Regions from separate parts of the Mus musculus genome. Here region 1 is linked to region 2. The links are chromatin contacts, called in public HiChIP or PLAC-seq maps. All regions are on one chromosome and are shown on one strand. The core of a region is the stretch at or near the end of the contact, and the rest is flanking DNA. Distances in the headings are between cores, read along the strand shown.

Region 1 (6,496 bases), core at 3,696-6,195, 180 kb after region 2:
GTGACCAACCGGCTCCTAGCTCCTCCACCTTCCCTACTGTGATGGACCATATCTTCTTGACCCTTCCACTTTTAAAATTGCTTCTCATCAGGTATTTTGTCACAGCAATGAGAAAAATTACCAATGTAACCATTTCCTGACTGTTCTGAAATTGTGAGCACAGAAAGGATGCCTAGAACATGGTATCCATCATCTGCTGCCTTTTCAGAAGCTCGGGTACCATCTATCTACTTCTTGTTCATAGTGTAGTAAGAAGGCATGATCAAAAAGCACAACAAAACAAGAAAGAAGCAGAGAATAGACTGAACACCTAGACACCTGCAGAGACCTAGAAGGGAAAGAACAGAGTTCAGTTTCATGTGTTCCGTGTGTCTTGTACAAAGAACACTGGTGTAGCAGTAAAAAGTTAATATGATGGAAATTCCCCTGTGGGTATACAAGCCTCCTATACACCTGCCCAAATGTTTTGGATTCCTGAAAGAAAGACACATATACACAGATTTATATTTTATTTTTTTACTTGCATAAGCTGCATATTGTTTAATTTTGTACTTTTATTGGATATTTTCTTTATTTACATTTCAAATGTTATCCCTTTTTCTGGTTCCCCCCACCTCCTGAAACCTCCTATCCCATCCCCCCTCCCACTGCTTCTATGAGGGTGTTCCCCCTCCCACACACCTACTCCTGCCTCCCTACCCTCGAATTACCCAGCACTGGGGCATCAAGCCTTCAACGGACCAAGGGCCTCTTCTCCCATTGATGCCTGACATGGCCATTCTCTGCTATATATGAGACTGGAGCCATGGGTCCCTCCCTCCATGTGTGTTCTTTGGTTGGTGGCTTAGGCCCTGGGAGATTGGAGGTCTGGTTGGTTGACATTGTTGATCTTCCTATGGGGTTGCAAACCCCTTTCAACTCCTTCATTTTAAATACCTTAAACAGCTCGAAGGGTGGGCCACTCCCTAACACAACACATGTGTATGTGTGTCTTTCTTTTGTGAACCCAAATCATTTGGGCAGGTATAGAGATGTGTGCCCCCATCTGGGAGTTTCCAGAGGATTAATTTTTTTACCGCTACACAGAGGCAAATTCCCTCCTGATGCTTTCACTACTGGGGAGGCAGAGTAAAGTGAGGAAGGATGTGTATGGGAGGGAGTAGAGGGGAAAGGTGGTTCATTCCATTGTATATTTGTCAATTTGGCAAACTGAGATTTCCTAGTGTAGTAGCATCAAGAAGCACCATGGATGGCTCTGAGAATTTGCAAATAAGTGTTACCACTTGTGTAGTCTTCTAGGAAGGGGTCCGTCTAACTCAGTAAACTCAGTAAGTGGGGGACCTGCACCTCTGAGTAGAAACAATGCAGATGTAAGGGGGATACAATCTTGCTTTTATTAAATCTGTAATAGGAACAATGTATGTAACACTTGATCTACAGAGCCTTTTCTTCATCAATGAAGTGTGTTGGGGAGGTGATACATCTTATTACAGATAATATATGTAAAGTATCAAGTAGAGGCCTTCACCCAGTGGGCAGTGAGGAAGTGATGGAGGGTGAAGGTTCCTCATGTGCCATTAAGGAACCATTTTGGTACTCTTTCCTAGCATGATAGAAACCTAAATTTCCATATCTGTACGTAAGAAACAGTTACCAGTATCTTTCAAATCATTCTCCTTTAAAATATTAAAAATTTAAAGAACACAGCTCAGGTGAGAAGCCCATTATATTTTTCTTTCGTTTCTTTTTCTCTTTTTCCTCCTCTTCCTCCTCCTCCTCTTCCTCCTCCTCCTCCCCATCCTCCTCCTCCCCATCCTCCTCCTCCCCATCCTCCTCCTCCCCCCTCCTCCTTCTCCCCCCCCTCCTTCTTTTTCTGGTACTCTATCACTGAACCACCCCCCATCCCAATTGCTGTTTTGTTGCCCCAATTTTAGACATTTACCATCACCTGTTGTAGCTTCTCACTCACCTGAAGAGCCCCACAACTTCTTTAAGTGCCTCTTGTAGGCCTCCTACACCTCCATCTGTCTTCCTTGCCCTTATATACACTTTCTGGATTAATATTTGAGTTTTATGACCTAAAGTACTATTTACATGTTACATGTGATATGTAGCAATTTAAAATATTTGGTCTTTGCTGATGCTCTGTGGATGCACAGGGATGTGTGGTATAGTGAGTGGTGTTTATGAAGCTGTCCCTGTGACAGGCACCACATATATTCATACCTTATATCAAGGCTTTGCAGCTTTTGATGGAAATTTATTTATCACCTGAGGACCTTGATACAGTTCAGGGTCCTACTCATTCAGTCTGGGTAGGGCCTGAGAGACTTTTTTTTAAAATTAGATATGTTCTTTATTTACATTTCAAATGTTATCCCCTTTTCTAGTTTTCCCTCCGAAAATCCCCTATCCCCTCCCCCCTTCCCCTGCTCACCAACCCACTCACTCCCACTTCCTGACACTGGCATTCCCCTATACTAGGGCATAGAACCTTCACAGGACCAAGAGCCTCTCCTCCCATTGATGACTGACAAGGCCATACTCTGCTACTTATGTATCTAGAGCCATGAGTCCCACCATGTGTTTTCTTTGATTGGTGGTTTAGTCCCAGGGAGCTCTGGGGGTACTGGTTAGTTCATATTGTTGTTCCTCCTATGGGGCTACAAACCCCATCAGCTCCTTGGGTACTTTCTCTAGCTCTTTCACTGGGACCCTGTACTCAGTCCAATGGATGGCTTTGAGCATCCACTTTTGTATTTGTCAGGCACTGGCAGAGCCTCTTAGGAGATAGCTATATCAGGCTCCTGTCAGGAAGATCTTGTTGGCATCCACAATAGTGTCTGGTTTTGGTGGTTGTTTATGGGATGAATCCCCAGGTGGGACAGTCTCTGGATGGTCATTCCTTCAGTCTCTGCTCCACACTTGTCTCTGTAACTCCTTCCATGGGTATTTTGTTCAGGCCCGAGAGTCTTACAAGGTCCACAGTGATACTCCTGTCTATGTATTCATTCCAAGTACCAAGGCGTACTCTTTTTTTTATTCTGACAACCCAACGTGGCAAGGGTCACTTCCTTCATTTTATAGGTGAAGAAAATGAAGGTTAGAAGAATAGAAGTTGCCCAAGGTTATCAAAAAGCAGCTTAACTTGGATTCTAAATCCAGGTTTGTTTACTGGTCGGTACACATGATCTGGATTTTGGAAATATTTTAACAGTATTAAGGGATGATCTGATGCTACCTAAAATGAAATGCTTGGCTAGTCTTTGCTTTTTCCTTATCATCTTTCCTCTTTTCCAGCGCCACTTCTTCTTATGCAGGACCACATTTTAAATGGCAAGTCATGTGTGTTTTGTTTGTAAAGATCTATAATGAGTAACATGGCTTACAGTACTTGCCTCTTTTTGATGGTTTTGCATTCTGAGTTTTTAGGAAAGTGGTAGTCAACAGCCAACCCCCCCCCCCCAAAAAAAATCACATGGAAAATTCCAGAAAGAAAAAGTATATATATTTTATACATTCTTTCACGATTTATGATTATAATGTTCTATTTTATTGCAACACTGCTGTTGATAATCTTCGTGCCTAGGATGCACTTTACAGTTTCGGTGATACAGTATTGCTAAGGATTGATCCTCCTGTAGTTTCAGGCTTTCAAACCTATTATGGTCTAGGAAACATTGTGCTATTGATGGACTCCACAGTGTGCACAGAGGAAGTTGCTGGGGACGGATGCATGCGAGGAAAGGAAATCCTTAGGCTGATTTATTATTGTTTAAGGCTGGTTGTGTACACAGCAGGCCACGCTTGCTACAGTCACGCATAAAAGAAGCGAACTTCTGTCCCAACAGATCATGTACTTTTTAAAAGTTACGTTTTGTCCTGTTTATAAAATCAATAAGATCCACAATCGAAAATTTGAGCTACAAATATCTAATGAAACAGCAGCAGCAGCAGCAGCAGCAGCAGCAGCAGCAGCAACAACAGATATAAAATCCCACCAAACTAGATTTCAATTAAAAAAAAAAAAAGACTAGCGAAGAGGGCATTTACAGGGAGTTGTCAGAGTTCAGTGAAATAATATATTACTACAAAAAGCTTATACACCCTTTTCGGCTTTGTAGGGCAGTGGGAATAAAAAAGACAGGGAGAACCTTGCCTCAGTATGACAGAGTTGACATGTGTGGGTGTGTGTGGGGGGGAACTTTCCAATTTTCCCCAGGGTTCTCCAAATATGCTGACCCAGTCTCTCAGTGTCTCGGTACTGAAGCGATTTGAGCTCAAACCTGGTGGCAAGTCACTGACGCATGCGCGCTCTTGCCTCTGTGTCACCGGCCAGTTTTCTTTTTTTCTCAGGCAGGATTTTGAAGATCAGCAAAAGGCGCTGGACTGCTTTAGTGAACAGTTCCAAGCCTGGGAGATATGCAAAACCTACTTCTTTCCCTCTACCTAGGCTGAAGCTGCAATTGTCCCCACGTCACGCACTTTCAAGGTGTCAAAACATTCTCAGAAGAAACTGACTTTCAGGAAGGGGCTGAGGATGGACCTGGAGGAGGCGGGACCAGGGGCCGATCACAAACTTTCCATGCTGCGTTCTCCAGCTGCGCGTAGTGCACATCTCATTTCTCCAGGCTCCCTGTGTCCCAGTTAAGCCTTGGCTCCTCTGAGACCCTCTTAATTTAAATCGCATTCATTGTTCAGGGTGTCCCCGGGGACACCCCTGCGAATCTCAGTGTTCAGCCACACTTCCTAGGAAGCCGCGCCGATGGGCTAATCCCTGGACGCCCCGGGGTTGTGCAAGCTCCACTCATCCGAGGGTTCACGGGCGGGCGGGGGCGCCGGGATCCCCTTTGTGGCCGCCGCCCCAACTCGGCCCGCTCCTCCCCCCAGCCGCCCCGCCCTCAGCCCCGGACCCCCAGCCAGGGCGGCGGGCACGCTCGCACCCGCGCCTCCGGGGACTCGCGGACCGCACAGACCGGCCAGGCGCGCTGGGCATGCTCAGTCGCGGGGCGCCAGGCTCGCCAGTCGGAAGCCAGTGCTCAGCGGAGCCGGCCGGGGCGCACCGAGAGCGCGCGGCACTCGCTGCTGCAGCGGCGGCCGGGCCGCGGCGCATCCGGGCGGGGACCCGAGGCGAGTCCCACGCGGCGTCCCCGAGCCGCCGGCAGCGGCGCCCGCTCCAGAAAGGCAAAGCGAACCAGGGGCCATCAGCGCGACTGGCGTCGGCGGGGCTCTGACGCTCCGCGGCGGCCACCTCAGAGTCGCTGCCCGCCCCGGCCGGGCCGGGTCCGGGAGCCGTCGGACATGGAGCCGTGGAAGCAGTGCGCTCAGTGGCTCATCCACAGCAAGGTGCTGCCCCCCAACCATCGGGTGACCTGGGACTCGGCGCAGGTGTTCGACCTGGCGCAGACCCTTCGCGATGGAGTCCTGCTCTGCCAGCTGCTCAACAACCTGCGGCCACACTCCATCAATCTGAAGGAGATCAACCTGAGGCCCCAGATGTCCCAGGTATGGAGGCCACCCCGCGACCCCGCTGCCCGTCAGAGGCTCCCATTAATCATCCGGATAATTTCTTTGTGTAAATGCAAACATCTAGGTGCGCTCCGCTTTGCCCTGCCTCTCAGTTCTCAGCTTGGGGGCTTTTCCTCACTTGCCTTGAAATGACTTAGCTTCTAAGCAGAACTAATAAAGCCTTGCGTCGGGAGATGGTGTATGGAATCCTAAAGGTTTCTGGGAGGCGGGAAGAAATAAGTTATCCTAGGGCGCGTTTCACCTTTCTGCCCCCCCCCCCCGTGTGTGTGTGTGTGTGTGTGTGTGTGTGTGATAACAAAGAGGGAGTCGGCTCTAAAATAACAATGAGAAGGGATGAGATGAAGCGGTGGGGTTAATTTTGCTTTGACTTATTTTTTGCTTTCATTTGGTCCTCACGTTCTGGAAAGAGGAACTGTGCCATAGATGAGGACTCTAGGAAGTGGAGGGCGTTTGGTACCGTTATCTGCTCAGAGGAAATAAACCAAGAGGGACACAGAGAGCCTTCCTGAAGTTCCCCACCCCGCCCCCTAAGCCCGTGGCCTGTTAGCAAACTGGAAGGTTGTGTTTATAGCTTGTCTGAAAACGTAAGGGGAGCCAGCCCAGCCTCCCTCACCGGTGGCAGGAAGTGAGAAGTTTTGCTGGAGACTCTGCTTTTTTTCATTGGGTCTTGCGATCAGGTAGCTTGGAGGCACTTGGGCTTCTGTGGCCTTAGCTTGGAGATACCTCTTTGAGGGTTCTGATTAAAATCCAGTCCTGGAAGGCACAGAAAGCAGTGGGTTCCTCAGAGACAGCTCAAAAAGCCACATGCAGCCCAGTGCTGCTTATTTTTTGGGCCGGTCGGAAAGTTTCTGTTAAAAGGATGTTCAACACAACTCAGAACTTCTATTTTCTCTTTCACACGCACACGCACATGCACACGAAAAGAAAAAGAAATGTTTCAACTTAAAAGGGGAAGGAAAGAGACCTT
Region 2 (6,714 bases), core at 3,086-5,585:
CATCTATTGAGACAATCATATGACTTCTGTCCTTGAATCTACTATGTGCTATATTTATGTTATTGGCTTGTATATGTTGTGAATCTACTATGTGCTATATTTATGTTATTGGCTTGTATATGTTGTGAATCTACTATGTGCTATATTTATGTTATTGGCTTGTATATGTTGAGTCATTTAAATATTTTATGCGTATGAATGTTGGGCTGGTGGTGTGTGTGTGTGTGTGTGTATACCATGTGCATGCAGTACCCATAGAGGTGAGAACAGGGCATCAGATCCTTTGGAACTGCAGTTACAGACAGTCAAAGCTACCACGTAGTATCGGACTGTGTGTTTGGCTTGCAGCTGGGCTGCTTGAGCGCCTGCCTGCAAGGCACTCAGGGGAGGCAGAACACAGTTTGTGAGAACACAGTCTGCGATTGGGGTTTCAGCCCGTGTTTTACCCGATGAGAAAGAGAAGAATCTGGGATGAATGCTGTGGCTCCCCAGGTCCGGTACTGAGATGCCGCTGGGCACCTCAGGGAGTTGGGAACGGGGTGGGGGGTGTGCCAGGCAGGAAGGGGATAGCTGAGCCCAGGACCAGGGTAGAATCTGGTTTGGTTCTGACTGAGTGCAGAAAGTACGGAGGGACTGGGGCCGGAAGAGAGAAGGACTTCTCCGGGAAATAAAACGAGGCTCCTTATGACAACCCCCTCACCCCCCCCCACACACACCCCGATCCTTGATGAAGAAGAGGGTCTTTGCTTGTCCAAATTGCTCTATTTGATGGTGGATGTGAAGCCATACACTTTACTCAGGGTTAACCAGGGATTAAGCATCTTTTGTGGGAAGGAATGCCCAGGAAGGGAAGCTCGCTGGCTAAACACTTGGTGCCTCATTAGCATGGAGAACTCCAGGTTTATTTGCTACAATGACTGGTTGGCATAGTCCTCTCAGTGGGATGCTGTGGTTCCGTGTTCCTCATCAGCTAGGTTGGCAGGGAGCTGGCCTCACGCCTACTGTTCTCAATTCTGAGACATGCCGGGGGTTAGGCTGGCTCAGCCTTATCAGTTCTTCTGTCTGGTGTCATGGTCCACTTGCCCCACAATGTAGGTGCTGGATTGAACCCAGATCCTCTGGAAGAGCAGCTAGTGCTCTGACTCCAGTCCCTGTTTCTTACATCCTTGGAAGGAAACTGACCTGATCACGGTGCATAATCTTTTCGAAGTGTAATTGTCTTCGGTTTACGTGCAAATATTTTATTGAGAATTTTTGTGTCATAATGAAACAAAGAGTTAGTTCTTTGAAAAAGCAAAGATTGACAAACCCTTAGATTGATAGAGAATGGGTTCCCCCCTGTCTTGTTTAAGGCCAGAATAGTTTTCTTTTATTTCCTTTAACAGCATTAGGAATAAAGCAAATTCTTTTTTTTTAAAGATTTATTTATTATTTTATGTAAGTACACTGTAGCTGTCTTCAGACACACCAGAAGAGGGAGTCAGATCTTGTTACGGATGGTTGTGAGCCACCATGTGGTTGCTGGGATTTGAACTCTGGACCTTCGGAAGAGCAGTCGGGTGCTCTTACCCACTGAGCCATCTCACCAGCCCAGGAATAAAGCAAATTCTAGTTCTGAGCTTTACAAAGGATCCAAGTGCATTACCAGCCAGGTTATGTGCTGCATAACAAAACACCCAGGTGGACACATGCTTCCCCATGATGTGGCTCAGAGCAGAAACACAGGCAGATTTTGACTGGAAAACAGTAAAATTGTGGGATGTTTCTCAGGTGGCATTTCCCAATAGAGCATGCTCATGAAAGAGAAGTTGGGGTGAGATGCTAAATCATTGCACAAGAAACAGAAAATGCTGATGAAATCAAAGCTGCTAATACTGCAACCCAGAATTCATTTTAAGCGCAAGCAGCGAGCAGGGTTCTCAGCAGATGCGGAGCGTTGACGCCTTTGCTTTGGGACAAGTAAAGGCTGAACTACAATTTTATACGTAAGCACATCAAAACAGAAAACAGCAGGGAAAACACAATAATAAGTATCTGAAAATTGCATTTTTGTATGCCACCTGCGTGTGTCGCTGTCATATAAATTATTGAGCAAACTGTGAGGAAACACCAAAAGAGTTTTCCCCAGACACTTTAGCTCAATACCTAACCAAGCTCCTTGAGTATGTCTGGTATGACTTCTCATTGTCTATAGGAAAATCTCATAGAATGGACTTTCTGTCATGAAGTTTATTAAAACAACGACAACGACAACAACAACAAAAACACCCCAGAGTTTGTTACCACTTACACCTGTAAGATGACAGCATGATATGTTTAGAATTGAAAATGCAGATTTCTCAAAACTCAAAACATCAGTCATTTAGAATTAAATTCTTTAGACTCACTGCTAATTTTCTCTATCTATCTATCTATCTATCTATCTATCTATCTATCTATCTATCTATCTATCTATCTATCATCTATCTATTTTTTTTTTGAGACAGGATTTCTCTGTACCCCTGGTTGTACTGGAACTCACTCTGTAGACCAGGCTAGTCTTGAACTCAGAGATCCACCTGCCTCTGCCTCCCAATTTTTGCTGGGATTAAAGATAGGTGCCACCATGCTCAGTATGCTAATTTTCTTTCATTGCTAAAAATTGGAGTAGAAAATTGATAGTGTATTTTGAATCTATTTCAAAATTATACCCACATGTTGCAAGCATAGGGTGTTAAGCAATAATCCTGCACTGGTGACGAGGGGAAAAGGACCCTGAGCCCATTCATTTTCACCTCTCAACATTTCGTTGTCCAGTTTTTGTGTCCTTCAGCCGAGTGACTTTGAGTTTGACAGAACCCTAAAGGCAATCTGCAGTGGGATCTCTCTGTAGTATTTGGATCTACTTTTCTCCAAATAGTGAAAGTGACTGGAAAAGACCATAATCCATAGATTCTATTTTCAGCAATGTATAATTGCAAGTAGTATATTTTTCTTGAAGATGGAATCCAGGGCCTACATGCCCGCTAACCAAATGCCCTGTCACTGAACCTCTTAAACCTGCCAAGGGTTTTTTTTTTGTTTGTTTGTCTTGTTTTGTTTTGTTTTGTTTTAGTTCAGTACGAGTGTTAAGTTGGAAAGCAGATGTTCATTCTGTAAAGTAGGCAATAATGTTGGCTCTGCGAGTTTATCATTCATTTATCTTGTTCTTTAATCATCTGTTTAAACTTTCAGCATCGACTCTGATGGGACGATGACCGTGGACTGGAATGAATGGAGGGATTACTTTTTATTTAACCCTGTGACAGACATTGAGGAAATTATCCGTTTCTGGAAACACTCTACTGTAAGTCTGCTTTATGGATCTGTAGCTCCAAGCCACAGGCATAGTGCTGATGCAGGAAACACACCTCAAGGGAGACAAACAGAGTTTATTCTGTTTTGAAATGAGGGACCCTAGCCTGGTAACATAGATTCAGGTTGCCCTAAATTCAATGTCCCAACATGGAAATAGTTCCATGAGGTTTTGTTTTGTTTTGTTTTGTTTTGTTTTAAATAGTAACGGGGCAAGCAAAATCATAACTCAGGACACTTTTCAAATACATTGGTAGAAACATCAGATAGATGGCTTACAGCAAAGTAGGGAAATTTCTACTATGGACCTCAGATGTTGTGTGATGATGCTCTTAGCCCTTGTGTTGGTGGAATCTAGGGGTCATTCATGTCTTCCAAAGGGTTTATGTAATAGCCACAAGGATGCTAGGCTACACACAGAGGTGGGCAGTAAATACATATTAAGGGGAATGAAGACAGTTAAGATAGGCTGGCTCTAGACTTGCATGTTAGGCTACACACAGAGGTGGGCAGTAAATACATATTAAGGGGAATGAAGACAGTTAAGATAGGTTGGCTCTAGACTTGTAGCACTGCAAGCTTTCCACATCACTGAAGTTCTGATCAGGCTGTTAGTCTTCACAGTTGCTTATCCTTAATGGAGCTCTGGTTCACAGTAGTTACCACCCAAGAGCATCAAAACACCTTGGGAAGGGTGGCCAAGTCTCAAGAGAGTACCGGGATCTATTTGATTTCTACAGTTCTGTTTATTCTGTTAGGCACAGGATTATAGAATATCTTTAAAGCTCCCCCCCCCCCCCCCCGCAAGGTAGTATAAATACAGCTTTTCTCAAAACTTGGAGGAAGTCCTATCTTGATGAACAAGCTGTCTGGCTCTCATTAGCATGTGCTGCTTCTGCTATGGGGAAGTCTGGTAGTCCGATGACACACATTACCAAAGTCATTCCTGTGCATCCAGATAGCTAAAGATGTTATGGCCTCGGGTCCCTGAACCTTTGCTTATTTAGGCTGCCTTGACTCATTGCCGACATAAGGTATTGCATTACTCACTGAATGCTAGGGAATAACTTTGACTCATGTGGTTGGCATTTCCTGCCAGTTTATACTTCACAAATTTTTTATTGTGATTCTTTCATTAGCATTCTGGCAAAATATATTGGTATAAATTAGGTTTGTCACACAGTCTGTTTCTTGAAGCCTCTGGGGACCTTCTGCAGGCTCTCCCACCCCTCAACCTGTGGATTTGTTCTCTATACTTGGAGGGAAGTGTCTTTGACTCCCACTTAATACTCTGAGAGTTCACACTGTCACCAGTAACAATGTCTACGTTTACACAGAACATCATAAAATCAATTATGACTATACATTTTATACTGTGAACTTTGTATTATATCTTTGGGGATAGTTGTTAACATTTGATGTTATAATCATAAATTCATTTTATTGGGAACAAATGGAAGAAGAGAGAGTTACTACCAGCTTGGTTTATTACCTTTCATTCTTGCCCATAAAGTTTATGACAAGGTCATTTTATATGTGTGGTGCTAGGATCTGGAACATGTTAGGAAAGTGCTCTGTGACCTAGTTATACCCACCACAGCATTTAAATAATTAAGTTGCAAAAACAATTATGTGGGCTCGCTCCTAACAGTAACAGCTCCGACACAAAAAGAAAGTTCTGGGCTTATCTGTTTGCGACTGAAGAACTGTGGGATCTCTTTCCATTCCACCAGGGAATTGACATAGGGGATAGTTTAACTATTCCAGATGAATTCACAGAAGATGAGAAAAAATCAGGACAGTGGTGGAGGCAGCTCCTGGCAGGAGGTGTGGCGGGCGCCGTCTCTAGAACGAGCACCGCTCCTTTGGATCGCCTCAAGGTCATGATGCAGGTGAGCAGCGTGCCTTATGCTCCCTTTATATCTTAGGAAATATTATTCTACCATTACCCCTCAGATTAGTCTCATGTCTAAGTATTTGGTGCTGTCACACTAAACCGTAAATCGTTAGTACTTGTATGTAATGAAATATTAGTCTTTGGTATTCCGTGACTTTAAATGTTCAATTAAAAACCCTTCACTGCTATTATAGGGTTCTCATTAAATTACTCATGTTTTCTTTGATCTTATGACTTGAGAAAGCAGAGGATTTCTCAAGTCTAGAGTTTTGGTGACAAGAATGTAATTTCAAAAGTGATTCTAGATCTAAGGTTAGCAGAAAAGACCTGGGTTTCCAGGCAGAGTTGGCTACTTACAGGCATTGGGCTGGTCATGAGGAGAGAAGAGAAAAGAAAGGATATCCATTTGTGCACGTGACAGGGACCCATTTAATATTCACAGCAGCCTGAAAAGCAGGTGGTTCGGCTTCATTTTGCATATGTAGAAACTCAGGGGGTAAAATTAACATTTCCTTGATGAAAAAGAGGAGATGAAGCACAATAGAGCTTAACAGCCAGTGCCTTGGTTCCTAAACTTCATGTGACCTCTGAGATCTCATGTTTCCTCCATCCCACAATGGGCAGAGTGTCTAACAAGGATGGCTCTGAAGTTTAGCTTATATAAGCACTGGCATATGTCCTAGAAGAACATAGTGGCTGCCTAAGAATGTTTTTATTTTATGTGTATGGGCATTCTGCCCAGATGTATGTATTCTGCCCAGATGTGCGTATGGGCACCCTATGCATGCAATGGCCGTGGAGCCTCTGACACTGGAGTTACAGATGCCGTGTGTGTGTGTGTGTGTGTGTGTGTGTGTGTGTGTGTGTGTGTGTGTGTGTGGTGTGTGGTAGGAACCAAACCTGTGTCCCCAGGGCCGTCCTACAGTTCCTTAAAATGTTTTTAAAGCTGTACAGGCAGCGCTTCTTTTTATTTTTAATTTGTTTGAACAAAATATTTCTGACAGTACTTTAAGTTACCATTCCTTCATGATGCATCCAATTCAAAAATGTGTTTACAAATCTAGCTCTTTATAGAAAATGGGAGAGATTTGATAGAGGCTGTTTTCTTTAGTAAACTGACATCAAGAAAGCACGCATTTTCCCTTGTCATATGTTATCATGAAGTTTATTATTTAAAACAAAATGGATCTGTTAGGATTGTAATTTCCACACACCTGCAGGCCTTTCCAAAGTCTCCTTTCAGGTTTAATACTTCACTAGATGGCCTTATAAAAACACGGACTCATGGTCTTGGTTGATTACCAGGAAGAAATAAAGAAATAAAGATTCAAATCAGCCAAGGATAGGAAGCGCAGGGGCAGAATCCAGGGAAGTTCCAAGTGCAGGCTGCTTTTGTCTATGCCCTGTGCAGCCCTAATGCCTTCCTTTCCTGGTGTTGACATGTGGCATCGCGGTAGTATCCCATGGCTCTTTGCTTTTACCTT

Evidence for each region. HiChIP or PLAC-seq counts read pairs in DNA pulled down with a chosen protein or histone mark.
Region 1: an H3K4me3 HiChIP or PLAC-seq map of bone marrow-derived macrophages shows a contact between it and region 2, with 6 times the contacts expected there. The contact joins the promoter of Vav3 here to the enhancer-like site in region 2. A contact is called at or near these places in 12 of 39 promoter capture datasets (the 3T3-L1 cell line, 3T3-L1-derived adipocytes, the HPC-7 cell line and 7 more), 9 of 484 Hi-C or Micro-C datasets (bone marrow-derived DN2 thymocytes, bone marrow-derived macrophages, granulocyte-monocyte progenitors and 4 more), 11 of 115 datasets of contacts at active chromatin or transcription factors (CD8 T cells, DN3 thymocytes, bone marrow-derived macrophages and 7 more) and 2 of 9 other capture datasets (adipose tissue and embryonic stem cells).

What each region holds. Positions count from the first base shown.
Region 1 is chr3:109,335,738-109,342,233 of GRCm38.p6, forward strand. Vav3 (vav 3 oncogene) reads left to right here and starts at 4,946. Exons shown (of 27, transcript NM_020505.2): 1 at 4,946-5,505. The coding sequence starts at 5,302.
Region 2 is chr3:109,151,781-109,158,494 of GRCm38.p6, forward strand. It overlaps Slc25a24 (solute carrier family 25 (mitochondrial carrier, phosphate carrier), member 24), which reads left to right. Exons shown (of 10, transcript NM_172685.3): 4 at 3,214-3,325; 5 at 5,067-5,225. Among named protein-coding and RNA genes, the nearest start is that of Slc25a24, 32 kb to the left of the region's middle. Within about 2 kb of position 4,336, at least 64 of the 459 cell types and tissues checked have an H3K27ac peak or open chromatin away from gene starts, as enhancers often do. A contact at or near this core is called in bone marrow-derived macrophages, pancreatic cancer cells and trophoblast stem cells, where this site is marked.